Linked DNA regions of Mus musculus: all the other regions are linked to region 4. Evidence: chromatin contacts called from public Hi-C data. All regions are on one chromosome and are shown on one strand. The core of a region is the stretch at or near the end of the contact, and the rest is flanking DNA. Distances in the headings are between cores, read along the strand shown.

What was found. A called contact is a pair of places that touch in the nucleus more often than the background predicts.
Region 1: a Hi-C map of pre-B cells shows a contact between it and region 4, with 7 times the contacts expected there. The contact joins the promoter of Thap2 here to the promoter of Xpot in region 4. A contact is called at or near these places in 3 of 484 Hi-C or Micro-C datasets (B cells, CD8 T cells and pre-B cells).
Region 2: a contact with region 4 is called in a Hi-C map of liver, with 3 times the contacts expected there. The contact joins the promoter of Atp23 here to the promoter of Xpot in region 4. A contact is called at or near these places in 2 of 39 promoter capture datasets (liver and pre-B cells) and 1 of 484 Hi-C or Micro-C datasets (liver).
Region 3: a contact with region 4 is called in a Hi-C map of B cells, with 6 read pairs. The contact joins the promoter of Mbd6 here to the promoter of Xpot in region 4. A contact is called at or near these places in 3 of 39 promoter capture datasets (cranial neural crest, maxillary cranial neural crest and pre-B cells) and 1 of 484 Hi-C or Micro-C datasets (B cells).

What each region holds. Positions count from the first base shown.
Region 1 is chr10:115,383,009-115,386,303 of GRCm38.p6, reverse strand. It overlaps Thap2 (THAP domain containing, apoptosis associated protein 2), which reads left to right and starts at 1,869. Exons shown (of 3, transcript NM_025780.4): 1 at 1,869-2,099. The coding sequence starts at 2,029. Zfc3h1 (zinc finger, C3H1-type containing) reads right to left here and starts at 1,345. Exons shown (of 35, transcript NM_001033261.2): 1 at 497-1,345. The coding sequence starts at 1,106.
Region 2 is chr10:126,899,941-126,903,152 of GRCm38.p6, reverse strand. It overlaps Atp23 (ATP23 metallopeptidase and ATP synthase assembly factor homolog), which reads left to right and starts at 1,782. Exons shown (of 6, transcript NM_001159559.1): 1 at 1,782-2,051. The coding sequence starts at 1,865.
Region 3 is chr10:127,287,316-127,290,421 of GRCm38.p6, reverse strand. It overlaps Mbd6 (methyl-CpG binding domain protein 6), which reads left to right and starts at 1,404. Exons shown (of 13, transcript NM_001347171.1): 1 at 1,404-1,713; 2 at 2,732-2,795; 3 at 2,884-3,026. The coding sequence starts at 2,908.
Region 4 is chr10:121,624,885-121,627,806 of GRCm38.p6, reverse strand. Xpot (exportin, tRNA (nuclear export receptor for tRNAs)) reads left to right here and starts at 1,475. Exons shown (of 25, transcript NM_001081056.2): 1 at 1,475-1,702.

The DNA.
Region 1 (3,295 bases), core at 620-3,119, 6.2 Mb after region 4:
ACGGGGATGAATAACTACAAATTTAAGAAAAAAAAAATCACAAGAACAGTAAGAATTACAGAGGAAAACTTTACGAACTCTAAAGTCAGGACGTAATAAAAGTAACAGTATTCCTCCAGATGTTTGAGTACTTCTTTTCCTTAATAATCTAAGTCGATTTCCTGTTAAATACGAAATCCCAGGGCTTGCAAAAAAGAAACAAACAAACAAATAGACAAACAAAACTTGGGCTGTTGGTGTCCTGTTTAAAAACCCAGACTGTATTTCATTTCCCTAGCTGACCCGAATCCATGACACAGTCCTATCCAAAAGCAAAAGGCACCCATTCAGTCAAACAGCCTACGAAAATAGCGGTGGAGTGCGGCCCGTGACAACCGCCGACGAACGGGGGAGAGAAATGAGTGGTTCTGAAAAGTTAAAAAACTCCGGGACCTAGCCATGACGCCAAAGGGAGCTCCGGCGACACACCCAGGGCGGACCGCCACGTTAAGGATACAGCTCTTGCGGGGTGGAGAGGGTTCTCGCCAGCTCTGGCTGCTGCCGAATCCGGATCCCGCTCCTCCTGATCCTCCTCCTCCAGGAGGTCTGCACCCCGGCTTGCCTCCTCGCTCCCCCACTCCTCGCCCCCGACTCCAGCGACTCCCACCCCGGTAAGGCCTGCTGCCTCGAAAGCGGAAACGGTCCAGGGCGATGTGGCTCCGCTCCCAGAAGGACGGCCGGGGGCTGCTTTCCGACAGGGACCCCGACGGCATCCGCCCTGGGGGCGGGTGAGTCCGGAACGGTTCTTTGGGTCGGTAGCTGCTGGGTCCCCTGAGCTGGCCCCGCTCGGCCGGGTGCCGTGAGCGTGAGAAATTCCTCAGCTGCTGCTGGGAGGACGACGAGGAGGACGAGGAGCCGCCGCCGCCTCCCCCGGATCCACCGCCCCGGGCCGGGGGAGGAGGCCGCCGCCGCGGGTACGGTAACAGCCCGCCGCCGCTGCTGCTGCTGCTGCTGCTCCGGCTCCGGCTGTTGTCGTCGTCGCTGATCTCCCCGTCTTCGAGCTCCCCTTCTTCCTTCGGCGAGAGGCCGCTAGAGGCCGGGGTCGAAGGATCGGCGGCGGCCGCCATCCGGAGTGCAGCGCTGGCCACACGACCTGAAGCCCTCCGGCCGGGGACCGCCCGACCGCCGCCTGCCTTCCCCTTCCTCCTCCGCCCTCTGTCCTAACGGACCCGGCGGGCGCGGCCTTTCCCGTGCTCGGACGCCCGGCAGGTTCTGCTCCCCAACTTCCCCGCACCCCAGATCGCTCTCTCTCGCTCGTCGGACCGTCGCTCGCCAGTTCCCTCTCCTAGCGCCCCCTTGCTGCTCTTCCGCCTCGCGAGAAAGCCTCTGTAGAAGGAGGCCGGGTCCCGAGCGTCATTTCCTGCGGCACGCCGGAAGGCGACCCTCCGAGTCTTGCGAGACAGGAAGCGCCCACCCCCATGTCCGCCGCGGTGCTGGCTGGGATTTGTAGTCTCCTCTTGCTCCAGGCTTCGCCCTTGTGTCCCTGCAGTCTTAACTGTCCCCTAGCATCCCGTCCGAGGTGGCAGGCGGGGAAGGAAGGGGTTAGTGTCTGGGTTGCGGACATGCTCTTTCAGCCGCAGACCTGAGTTTCAGAGTCATTAGTCGGTGGGGAAGACATCTGCCATCTTCTCATTCATTGCTAGGGGGCCCCCGTCTGAGACGCTGGACCTAGTCTCTTTGGGACCCCGGGAGGTAGGGGAGGGCGGGGAGCGGGTGTGGCCGCCATGTTGGTGAAGGCGACTGTCTGCGCCCGGAGCTCCGGCACGTTGGCTCTGCAGGCCTAAGCCCGCCATATTAATAAAGAGACAGGAGAGTGGGCCCTCCCTCCCACCCCGGTACTGTGCACGCCCCTCTGCCCTCCCCGCGCTCTGCACCGAGCTGGCGGCGCGGGGTCGCCTGCCTCGTTTGTCTAGCGTTTGACAGAAGCTTGCTTAGCGGGCAGCGCCTCCGAAGTGGCGTAAGGTGGCGCCGAATGAGGGGCCCGGGGAAATGCCGACCAATTGCGCCGCGGCGGGCTGTGCTGCTACCTACAACAAGCACATTAACATCAGCTTCCACAGGTAAACCTGGGAGGGGAGCGGGGTGACGGAAACGGGAGCCTAGGCAGTCTTGAGTCTCGGTCGTGTCAGAAGAACAAGGTCCTCTGACTTTGGTCACTTGCCCAGCTGCGAAGAGCAAGGGGAGCCTCGCTCTTGTCCTTTGTGTGTGGGTCCGCACATCTGGAAACATTTGCTCCTTTTCCGAGGAAAGTTTACCAAATTTGAAAAAAAAAAAAGAAAGAAAGGAAGAAAAGAAAAAGAAACCCGAGTTACTATGCCTTGCATTAAAAAGTGATGAGTATACCTTTATTTTCTACTCTTTTATTTTTTATATCTTAGACCATGCCTTAAGAAGAATGACGCCATAAGGGTTCAAACCAACAAATCACTTTAGAAGCCTGCTGAGTTCGAGTTAAGATTAGGCAATTTTCACTACTGGAATTGACGTGGGAAACATTTCTAATAGTCACACATGGTAACTGAGTCAATCTAATTAAGCAATGTTTATCAAAGAGCAAATAGAAACTCTCTCTTGAACAGAATCACGCACTCACACACAGGTTGAACGTACAGTCATGTCTTTAATTCTGTTAAGTCAAACTCCAAAGCATGTGAACACCGACTTGAATATAATAGGCGGCACTCAGTAAATGGTCACCTTTCCTTCTAGAACTGCCAACTGCCTGAAGAAAAGAAATACTGAAAACTAAACTGAAAACAGTTCTGATTTTATATGCTGTACCATTATACCTTGTGATCTTAGAAATATCTTTGCTCTTTTTCCTACCTCACTGTTACTACGTGCATCCCCTAACTAAAAGCTGCCACTTTCAAAATCCCTCTGATGTTTGTTTTTAAAGTATTTCATGCAAATGTAGTGCTTTATTCGTTCTTACAGCTAATGTACACTGGGTCCCTAATTGCCGGACATTATGCTAATGATGTAGATAGTTCTTACCCTCGGGGACTTTAGAATTGAATAGAGGAGTGCGGCATAATTTCTGTTGAGTGCCACAGAAAAGACTTTCAGAGAGACCTAATTTAGCCTCAGAAAGTCAAAGGACACTTCACAAAAGAGGTGACATGTCAGATGACACCAAAGGATGACAGAGATTTGGTCTTCTATATTAAAGCGTTTTCTACTTTGTTCCAAGAGTACTTGAAGAAGCCCCATGACTATGAAAAGACGGGCACGGTTAGATTTACATAATAAAAAG
Region 2 (3,212 bases), core at 533-3,032, 5.3 Mb before region 4:
GGAAGACTGACTTCCAGACAGCTAGAACTAGGGTATTAAAGCCCACACCCACAGTGACACACGCACTCCAACAGGGCCATACCTTCTAAAAGTGCCACTCCCTGGGCCAAGCACATACAGAGCATCACATTTCACTCCCTGGCCCCCACAGGCTATTCAAACACACGAGTCTATGGGGGCCATATATAGCCAAAGCACAATGCAAAATACATTTAGTCCAACTTCAAAAGCCCCCCCCCCCCGAGTCTGTAGCAGTCTCAACAATGTAAAAGTCCAAAGTTCAAAGTCTCTTCTGAGATCCATCTAATCACTTAACTGTAATCCCCAAACCAAGACAGGAAATCAGCTGGGCAAACTCTAAACTCTGCATCTCCATGTCTGATGTGAAAGTGGTCTTGTGTCACCCAGCCTGGCCTTGACCTTGCTATGTAGCTTAGGATCACACTGAATCTTTGATCCTCCTGTCTTTACCTCCCCAGGGCTGTTGTTACAGGCACATGTTGCCACTGTCTGCTTGTGTGGTGCTGGGCGTAGAACCCAGCACTTCATGTGTATCAATCAGGCAAGCGCTCTCTCAACTGAGTAACACCTTCAGCCTTCTTCTGTAGCTGGGCAAGTTCTATCTGCAAATTAGGGTTGATACTATTTTGCAAGGTTGTCATGAGGACTGGTAATAATGTACATATGTGGACCTTGATAAAAAGAATCTAATCTTTGGCTTATGGCTTTATTAGTCTGTAAGTGCAGGCGCTCATATTTGTATAATATTCCAAGCGAGTGATGCCTTCTGCTTCCCATTCAACTCTTGTTTACGGAGCACCGTGACCCCTAAGTGCTGTTCACAAGGCATTGCATGCCTATTTTTCTTGGACATTTGTCCTCGTTTTCTCCAACTCTACCATCCTGCCTGGCCCGTGGGAGCAGGTGTTTAGCAGTGTGAGCTGAGCTGAATAATTTAGTGAGGAAAGAAACACACACACACACACACACACACTACGTAAAAGCTGGAAGTCTGTCATGAGAGCACTAACACGGACAAAGTGCCTTAAACTGCAGATCTGGCAACATTAATTTTGAGTAAGTGTGCTGGTGGACTCTGATTATGGGAACTGAGGAAAAAGCCTTTTTTTTTTTTTTTTAAGATTTATATATAAATACATTGTAGCTGTCTTCATAAACACCAGAAGAGGGTGTCAAATTACAGATGGTTGTGAGTCACGATGTGGGTGCTGGGATTTGAACTCAGGACCTTCGGAAGAGCAGTCAGTGTTCTTAACCGCTGAGCCATCTTTCCAACCACCCCCTTCTTTTTAAAAGATTTATTTTATTATATGAGTACACTGTAGCTGTTTCCAGACACACAAGAGGGCATCAGATCCCATTACAGATGGTTGTGAGCCACCATGTGGTTACTGGGAATTGAACTCATGACCTTTGGACGAGCAGTCAGTGCTCTTATCCACTGAGCCATCTCTCCAGACCCAAGATGTGTGTATCTTATTTCTGAGCAAGAGGAGGGTTGATGAATGGGTCCCCAGGAGCCACATTTTGATGAGACCAACCAGTCTTTGAAATATCCAAGCGTTTCTGAAAACACTGCCTTTAATTCGGTGTGAGTGGGTAGCGGGAATAAGAGAAACAGCAGGTGAGGGAGTGGGAGGATGGTTGAGGTGCAGAAGGCAATATAGTGGCCAGCATCGGCGGTCGCGAGGCACCGCCCATCAGCCCCGCCCACCGACCACGCCTACCAAGCCCCGCCCACGAGCTGCACGCCGCGTCTCCTTCGTGCTGGCCCGCGGAGCGTGCGCCGGCGGCGGAAGCGGCTGTCCTAGGTCGAGCGGGCAGGAGGAGGCTTGCGGGCCTCATGGCAGGAGCTCCGGGCGGCGGCGAGCTCGGCCCTGCGGCTGGCGAGCCACTGCTGCAGCGACCCGACTCTGGCCAGGGCTCGCCTGAGCCGCCGGCCCACGGGAAGCCCCAGCAGGGCTTCCTCTCCAGCCTCTTCACCCGGGACCAGAGTTGTCCGCTCATGCTCCAGAAGACGCTGGATACCAGTAAGAGCCGCGACCTGGAGGCTGGGGTCGGGGTGGCACAGGACCCGGGGGGTGAGGAAGGGCCCGGACGTGCCCCCACTGATCCCGGACTGCACTGCAGCCCTAGGGCTGCGTGGGCGGGAGGGGGCGTGGGCCTCCGCCCCACTCGCGCTTCTGAAGGCCTGGGCTGGGAGTCTGCCCTCCTGGGTCACACTCACCAGTTTCTTATGTAAGTTTTGCAGCGGCACGGGCTCTAGGGTGCAGGTGAGAGCTGGAAAGAGCTCCATTCATTAATAAGGCAGCTCTACTTCTGGCTATGCACCCCTTCCCTGGGGTGGGGGTGGGGTGGGCGATTCTTTAACCTTCAGTCACTGCAGTAGGAACTGTGGAGAATGCTAGAATAGGAACTTTTGAAAACCCTCGTGTTTATGCACCTAAGTGCATTTTTCTAGGGAGAGTTCCTAGCTTCATCATAGTCTCTAAGAAGCCTGTGACATCTAAGAGGTTTATTATTGCCGCGGGTCACCCAGGCACACTGGCTCCCACTGAGCAATTTATCTCCAGTCCCGGGACACTGCCTTGCTCCTCTGCATCTGCAGATTGCCTGTCTACCTCAGATTTATTTAGGAAAGTAAGATTTAAATGTATTCGACCCTCCAAATAGTTACTATTTTATAGCAGAATTGGTCATAATTCAATCATCAACTGATCAAAGATTTTACTGTCTTCTTTTTAAAGCTTTTTTTTTTTTGATTTCTTTATTTTTGTGTGTGATTGTCTCGCCTGCATGTGTGTCTGCGCACTCTCTGCATTCCTGGTGTCCAGGACTGTGAGCTACTATGCAGGTGCTGGGGAACTCACCCTGGGTTCTCAGCGAGAGCAACAAGTGCTACTAACCACTGAGCCATCTTTTTAGCTCCCTTCCTCCCTCCCTCCTTTCCTCTCCCTCCTCAGAGGTGAGAACTGAACCTAAGACCTTGTGCTTACCAGGCAAGGCCCTACCACTGGGCTCAATCCCTAAGCCACCGTTCTTCTCTCTTACTGGCCATAGACTCACACATTTCTGCTTGCTAACCCTCATTGAAGAACTTTGGTGGGCAGGTCCCATTGGGCTGTGGTACTCAGAGCGAGGCATGGTGCTACCACAGAGAGCAGTGTAGGCGCTGCCTTCCTCCAGTCTAG
Region 3 (3,106 bases), core at 155-2,654, 5.7 Mb before region 4:
GCTATGGGGGAGAGAGGAAAGAGGGCGGAGCGCCAGCTCCCAGTGTCCAACGGCCCCAACGGCTGTCCTTCCTGAACTTGTCTGCCCACCTCCCATCACCTTTAACTTACTCCTCCATGAAAGGCTCCCATTTTCCCTGGCCCCTCCCAGCTAATGGGCACCGGGGCTCTGGAACCTCTTTAAAGTTTCCAATTTGTTCACCTGGATTGACATCTCCTCGAATCTTTTAAGAGCTCTCCTCCTCTTTTAGCCTTCTAATGCGTCCCAAAGACTGAGTTCCTTGATAGTCCACCCGCTTCTCTCAGAGAGGCACCTTTAACGCTTGTTTCTGAATCGTCCATTACGTGCTAGGATTGAAGTTCTTTACAGAGTGTAGATTGCTGCCTCCTCCTCATCCCACCCCTGCTTTGTGTGATGCTCTTACGCCCTTCACTAAGCCCAGTATCCACCCTCTTCCTTCTCCGAGATAGCGAGTCCTGTGACTCCCTGCTGAGGAGCTGGCCTCCTGCCTCTAGCTGTCTGAGTTCACGACCTACAGTAGAGCCTGGGACGTGCATGCACTTGAACGCATGATTGCCCTGGACTGGGTCATCAGAGGAAACACAGATTCTAGTTTAATTTGTCCAAGGATTCTACCTTACTCATTTGTAAATTAAACAACGATAAAGGTAAAAAGCAGCTCTGTGGAGAAAACTTGAGTAAAAGTAAAAACATCTTGCAAAACGTATTTTTTTTTTTTTGTGCCATGAAAACAGAGGCCATGTGGTGGCCTATTACATAGTCTGTCGTAGACTCAAGAGGGGCAAGCCAGAGTTTAAGTAGAAACTGAACCAAGACCGGTTGCTATTGGATGGTGCGACGGTGACAGGTCCTTGGCCAGACTGCTCCTTCGCTCCAGACCTTCATTTCCCCTTCTGTTAGTAGAGGTGGGGGGTGGGTTGGACCAGATGGTCTCTCCTGGCCTAAAGACAGACCAGGTTGTCAGTGACAGGCAGAGGTCATGTGACTTGACAGGCTGAGGTCGTGTTGTGACATGTTGACCTGGAGAGGCGGGTCAAGTCTCTGCACACTACCCGGGAAGCCTTTGGGGCGGGGCAGGGCAAGTCGCGACTTTCATCTTTTAGGGCTGGCCCCTCCCGGACCTGACATTCCTGACTCCCCCAACAGATTGTGGCTTCGGAAGGGGCCCCTCCCGAGGGAGGACTGGGATTGGCCACCAGTGGCCTGGGAAGAGGCCCAGATCCTTCCGCGGAGGGCGGGTGGGGGGGGGCCGCGTGGGGTGTTTGTTCTCTTGGGGATTAATGGGGGGTTGTGGGGGAGGGGTAGGCGCGCTCCCGCATGCGCACTGCGTCCCCTCCTGTTGGCTCGCTGCTGTCCGCTGGGCGGGGGCCCGGCCCCGCCCCTCTCCCGTCCGGGCAGCGGCGGCGGCGGCGGCGGCGGCTGCGGCGGTGGCGGCGGCAGCGACGGCGGCGGCGGTAGCAGCCTGCGCGGTGCCTTCTGGGAACGGAATCCCCAGGGCTGCCCCTGGCCCCTATGGCGCATGCGCGGGAGGCCGCTCGGTGATCCGCGGCGGCGGCGGCGGCGGCGCTTCCTGCTAAGACCGGCCGGGGCCGTACCGGAGGCTCGGGCTCCACCGACCCACCTCCCACCCCCTCCCACTCACCCTCTGGGCCGCGACTGCGCAGGGCGGGGCCAGCCGAACCATGGGCCGCGGTGAGTGCGGGGCCCGGCCCCCCCGCCCCTCCCCCTCCCTTCTCTCTCCTCCCCTTCTGTCCCTACCCTCTGCCCCCTCCGCGTCCTTTCGGCCCCTTTCCCTGGCCCCATCCACAGCCCCGCACCCTCACCTGCCCCCGCCATTTCTCCTCCCAAAGTGCCTGACTTCTGCCTTCCTGACCTCGCTCCCTTCAGTGCTTCGCCCACCCTCCACCCGCCCTCTCCCCAAGTTCCTTCCTACTTCGTGCGCCTGCCTTCCCCTCCTCCCCGAGCTGAAGGAAGCAGTCTGGGTGACAGGGCGCCTTGTTATGAGAGGGAAAGTTTGGAAGCCGTCAGTGTGCGGCGGGAGCGATGGTGAGGTTGGTGAGGGGTACTTGCAGGTCTAAGGGCCGTCCCTACATGTCAGGGAATGCTTCTTGTTGTTAATTGGAAGCCAGTGGGGGATTATGAATCCCCTTTTCGTCGGCTTGAGAGGACCAGGAGTTCTCAGGATCCTGGAGGAAGACAGAGCTCTGGCTCCAGCCTCTTTGGAGGTCCAAATGAATTAGATCCGAGATTGTTGGATGGAGTGGGCATGGGGGGATTTCAGCTGGCACTACCCTGCCAGGCAGTTGGGCAATTGCTTGGTGACCTGTGGGGCAATCTGTACTTTTTATATGATCTTCCTGGGGGAGGGCACAGCAGTGGCCAGACACTGGGAAACTTCCTAGTGGCCTGGCATTATGGGAATTTGCCCACACTCCTAGCTGAAGTCTTCTGTGCCTAGACAAAGGGAACTAGGCCTTCATATGTCAAGAAATTAGGGAATGGTTTTGTGGTCCTTGGGAGTTGAGGTGCTGAACTCCTCTGGTCTCTAGGGACTGGGCTTGGAGGGGACCGTTGTGGACATGGCCAGCAGATCCTGAGGTCCTTACAGGCGCTACGTCATGTTATTTATGGTCCTTTCCTTGAGTGCTCTGGGCTGTGGTGTTTCTTGAGTTGGTAGACTGAGAGGCCCTTCTCTTTCCTTGTATTGCAGGTGTGGGCTAAGCTGGTGGCCCCGGCTTTAGACTGGATCCCACAATGTTTGCAGAGATGTTCAGGTAGCCATGGTGGTATGACAGAACTCTCCCTCAGGTACCCAGCCCGGTGTAAGCGTCCTCGTGCCCACATGGATGTCTGTGTTGTCAGGCACAGGGGAGCTCATCACACACAATGAATGGAGACAATGCGAGCAGTGCAGCAGACAGAGCTGGGGGCCCTGCCGCCACGCCTGTCCCCATCCCCATCGGGTGGCAACGCTGTGTGCGAGAAGGTGCTGTGTACTATATCAGGTATGGCTTTTCAGAGTTTTCGTCCCCTCACCCCTCCTCTCAGAGCTGTGGTTCCTGGCACCTTGTTGCTCTCTGTATCT
Region 4 (2,922 bases), core at 226-2,725:
CTGTCCTACCTGCTGTCTTCGGGGAGGCTGCTGTCTTTATATCATTTCTGCTCCTGTAAGAAAGTCACCCCAGTAAAAGCCATTGGTTCACCAAGCTTGACTTTCGTGGTATCCTCACTTTAGTCTGTCATCAGTACCGAATCTGGGTATCTATCTGCAGTGAACAGATGTTTGTCCATGTATCCCCAGAGATAGTGTCACTTATGATAAGTCTAACACGTGTATCAAACTTAATTCATGAAATAGTCAGACCTGGTGACAACCTGGAACTCCAGCACTCTGGAATCTGAAGCAAGAGAACAGTGAAGGCCAGCAAGTTTCAGGCTAACCAGAGCTACATAGTGAGCCTCTCTCTGCCTCTAAATAAAATTAACCAAACCTTACCCTCTGAGGCTGGTACTGTCCCACTCTACATAAAATGAGTAAACTGAGATGGACTTTAACACTCATGATGCCAACAATAATGGAGGTGCAGCCTTAGGATTTAGGTAAGGTTGCTGGAGCTTATACTGCGCCCACACAGTAATAATAGCACGGGATCAAAGAAACAAAGCGAACGGAAGCACGGGACTTGTACGTATGTTTTCCCTCTCTCTTTTCTTTTTTTCTTTTTTTGAGACTGTGTTTCTCTCTGTAGTCCTGGCACTCGCTCTGTAGATGTGGCTACCTCTGCCTCCTCAGTGTTGGGATGAATGGTAATCGCCACCATCACCGGGGACTGCTTTCGGTTTTCTTTTTTTCTTTCTATCTTTTTTTGTAGGCAAATTTAGTAATATTTAAACTGGGCGTGGTGGTTCATGCCAGTAATTCCAGAATTTGTAAAGTTTAGGCCAGCTTGGGAAAAATGAGTGAAAACCAGCCTGGGTTATGGAGTGTGATCTTGCCTCAAAAGCAAAACAAGTAAATAAAAATACAGCGGATTTTTTTTTTTTTTAAAGAGTCCTTAAGCGTCTGGACTCTTGACACGTGGAACCGCTGGAAAGGAATTCAGCAACTGACTCAACACGTGGTTTCAACCACGTCCACTTTTCCGATCTCAGGATCTCCGCACTGCCACCTGACCAGACCCTTCTGGAGGGAGTGGAGAGTTACTAATTCACGCCGACGCTCAAAGCAGAGCGCAACGTGGCCGGTCTTCTAAAAGCTTAGAGGACCTCAGTAACCTGTAGCTAGGAGGGCGGTGTGCACTCTCCCAGCATGCACCACAGGCCCGCCGGCCACGCCCCCTGCGAGCTCCAGGGAGCACGTGCGCGGTCCTCCTCTCGGAAGCGTCCCATGCGCTTTGCACGCTGGGAGTTGTAGTCCCCCGGGCCCAGCCTGCTGGCGGCCGTCTGCACTCTACTTCCATGAGGCTGCTGCTAGCGCGGGTCCGCGCGGTACGACGCGGGGGGCGTGCCTCGCGCTGACTCAGCGGCGGCGTTAGCGGGACCCTGCGCAGTTTTCCTTCCAGGGCCGCCGACTCCGCCCGCCGGCTTGCCAACCTGCCCTCCCCGCTCCGCGCCACGCAAGAGAAGGCGCCCGGGGAACGCCGAGCGCCGAGAGGAGCGCGGCCCGGGCCGGCTCCGGCGCTAGCGCTGCGGCTGTATTGGAGGACTACAGCGACAAGGACGTGGGCCGCTCTCCGTGCTCCCTGCGTACGGCCCGCTCCTTGCGGCTGGCCGACCCTCGGGAGTGCAGGCGAGGAAGAGATATTGGAGTGATGGTGACTGGAGGCGTAGGGCGGCGGGCCGGGGACCCTACGTGGCCGGGCGAGCCGGACTTGGGGTTGGGGACGATCGGTGGCGGCCGCGTCCCTAGTGCGTGGCTGCCGGTTGCCGGGTGTTTCATCACCCGAGTGGCCACGAGGCTTCGCTCTGGGAGGGATCCGGGCGAAGGATAGGGGGCGAGGCCGGCCTAGGAGGCTGCCCCCCAACCCCATTTGTGATAGTTTTAGAGTGCGTCCCACCAGTTTGAGCTGTAGGGACCTCAAAGTTGATCCGCTTCCCACCCCGGGACAAATAGGAGAGAAAGTGTTATTTCTGCGTAGTAATTTGCCAGCAGGGACAGCCTTTTCCCCTTTTTGCTTCTTTACAGTCTTGCAGCCACGGAAAAGCTTGATGTTCCCTGTAACCTGAAAAACGAGTACTTTTTGGAAGCCTTAATTAGTTGTTACTGGGGGAAGTTACGTTGTATTAAAGCGACTTGTCAACTTGATGTTAAAAGGCTGGAAAGATTCAGTCGGTCTCAAACAGGCTTAAGTAGGTGTGGAGGAATTTTCCACATTGTTTGATTATTCTTGACTTAATGGCTGAGGGAAAAATTAAGGCTTCCAATTTTACATGTTTTTTTTTCGCTCCCCCCACCCCCACATCCACCTTTGCAGGTAGTATAAGATGTTTACCATATTGTAACAATGTTTAAGCCTGCAAGGCTCTGCATCGGTAGGTCAGAAAGCTAAGCTTCCTTTGCCGGTCTTTATTAGGCAATCGTTACCTTTTAACCCTGTGTTTTATTCACAGATAGGTGGTTTACCATCTCATTTTATTTTGGTTTGATGTTTTTTTCCGATTGTGTAGAGGGCGAAGGTTTGTGAGGGATTCCTCACTATGGAACAAGTTTGCTGAGGATTTTTTTTGTTGGTGTTGAGCATGTGCTCGGCTGGGCCTCTTATTTATCTTTTTTCCTCTTGTCAAGATTAGCGTGAAATGACAAAACGCTTAAGCAGTTTTTTTCCCAAAGCAATGGATAATTTAAAGGAACTCTAGTGGATTTCTCAATCAGGGGTTTACAGACAGTCTTACACCGACTTTTCTCTCTGAGCATTTTTAGCAGGAATACTACTTTACTTTAAGAATGTTTCAAGTTGTGCATCCTGCGTGCCTGTCTCTGACTTTGTACCCTATTGGAGGCATGCTTTGCACACATGCACACATTGTAGTCTTT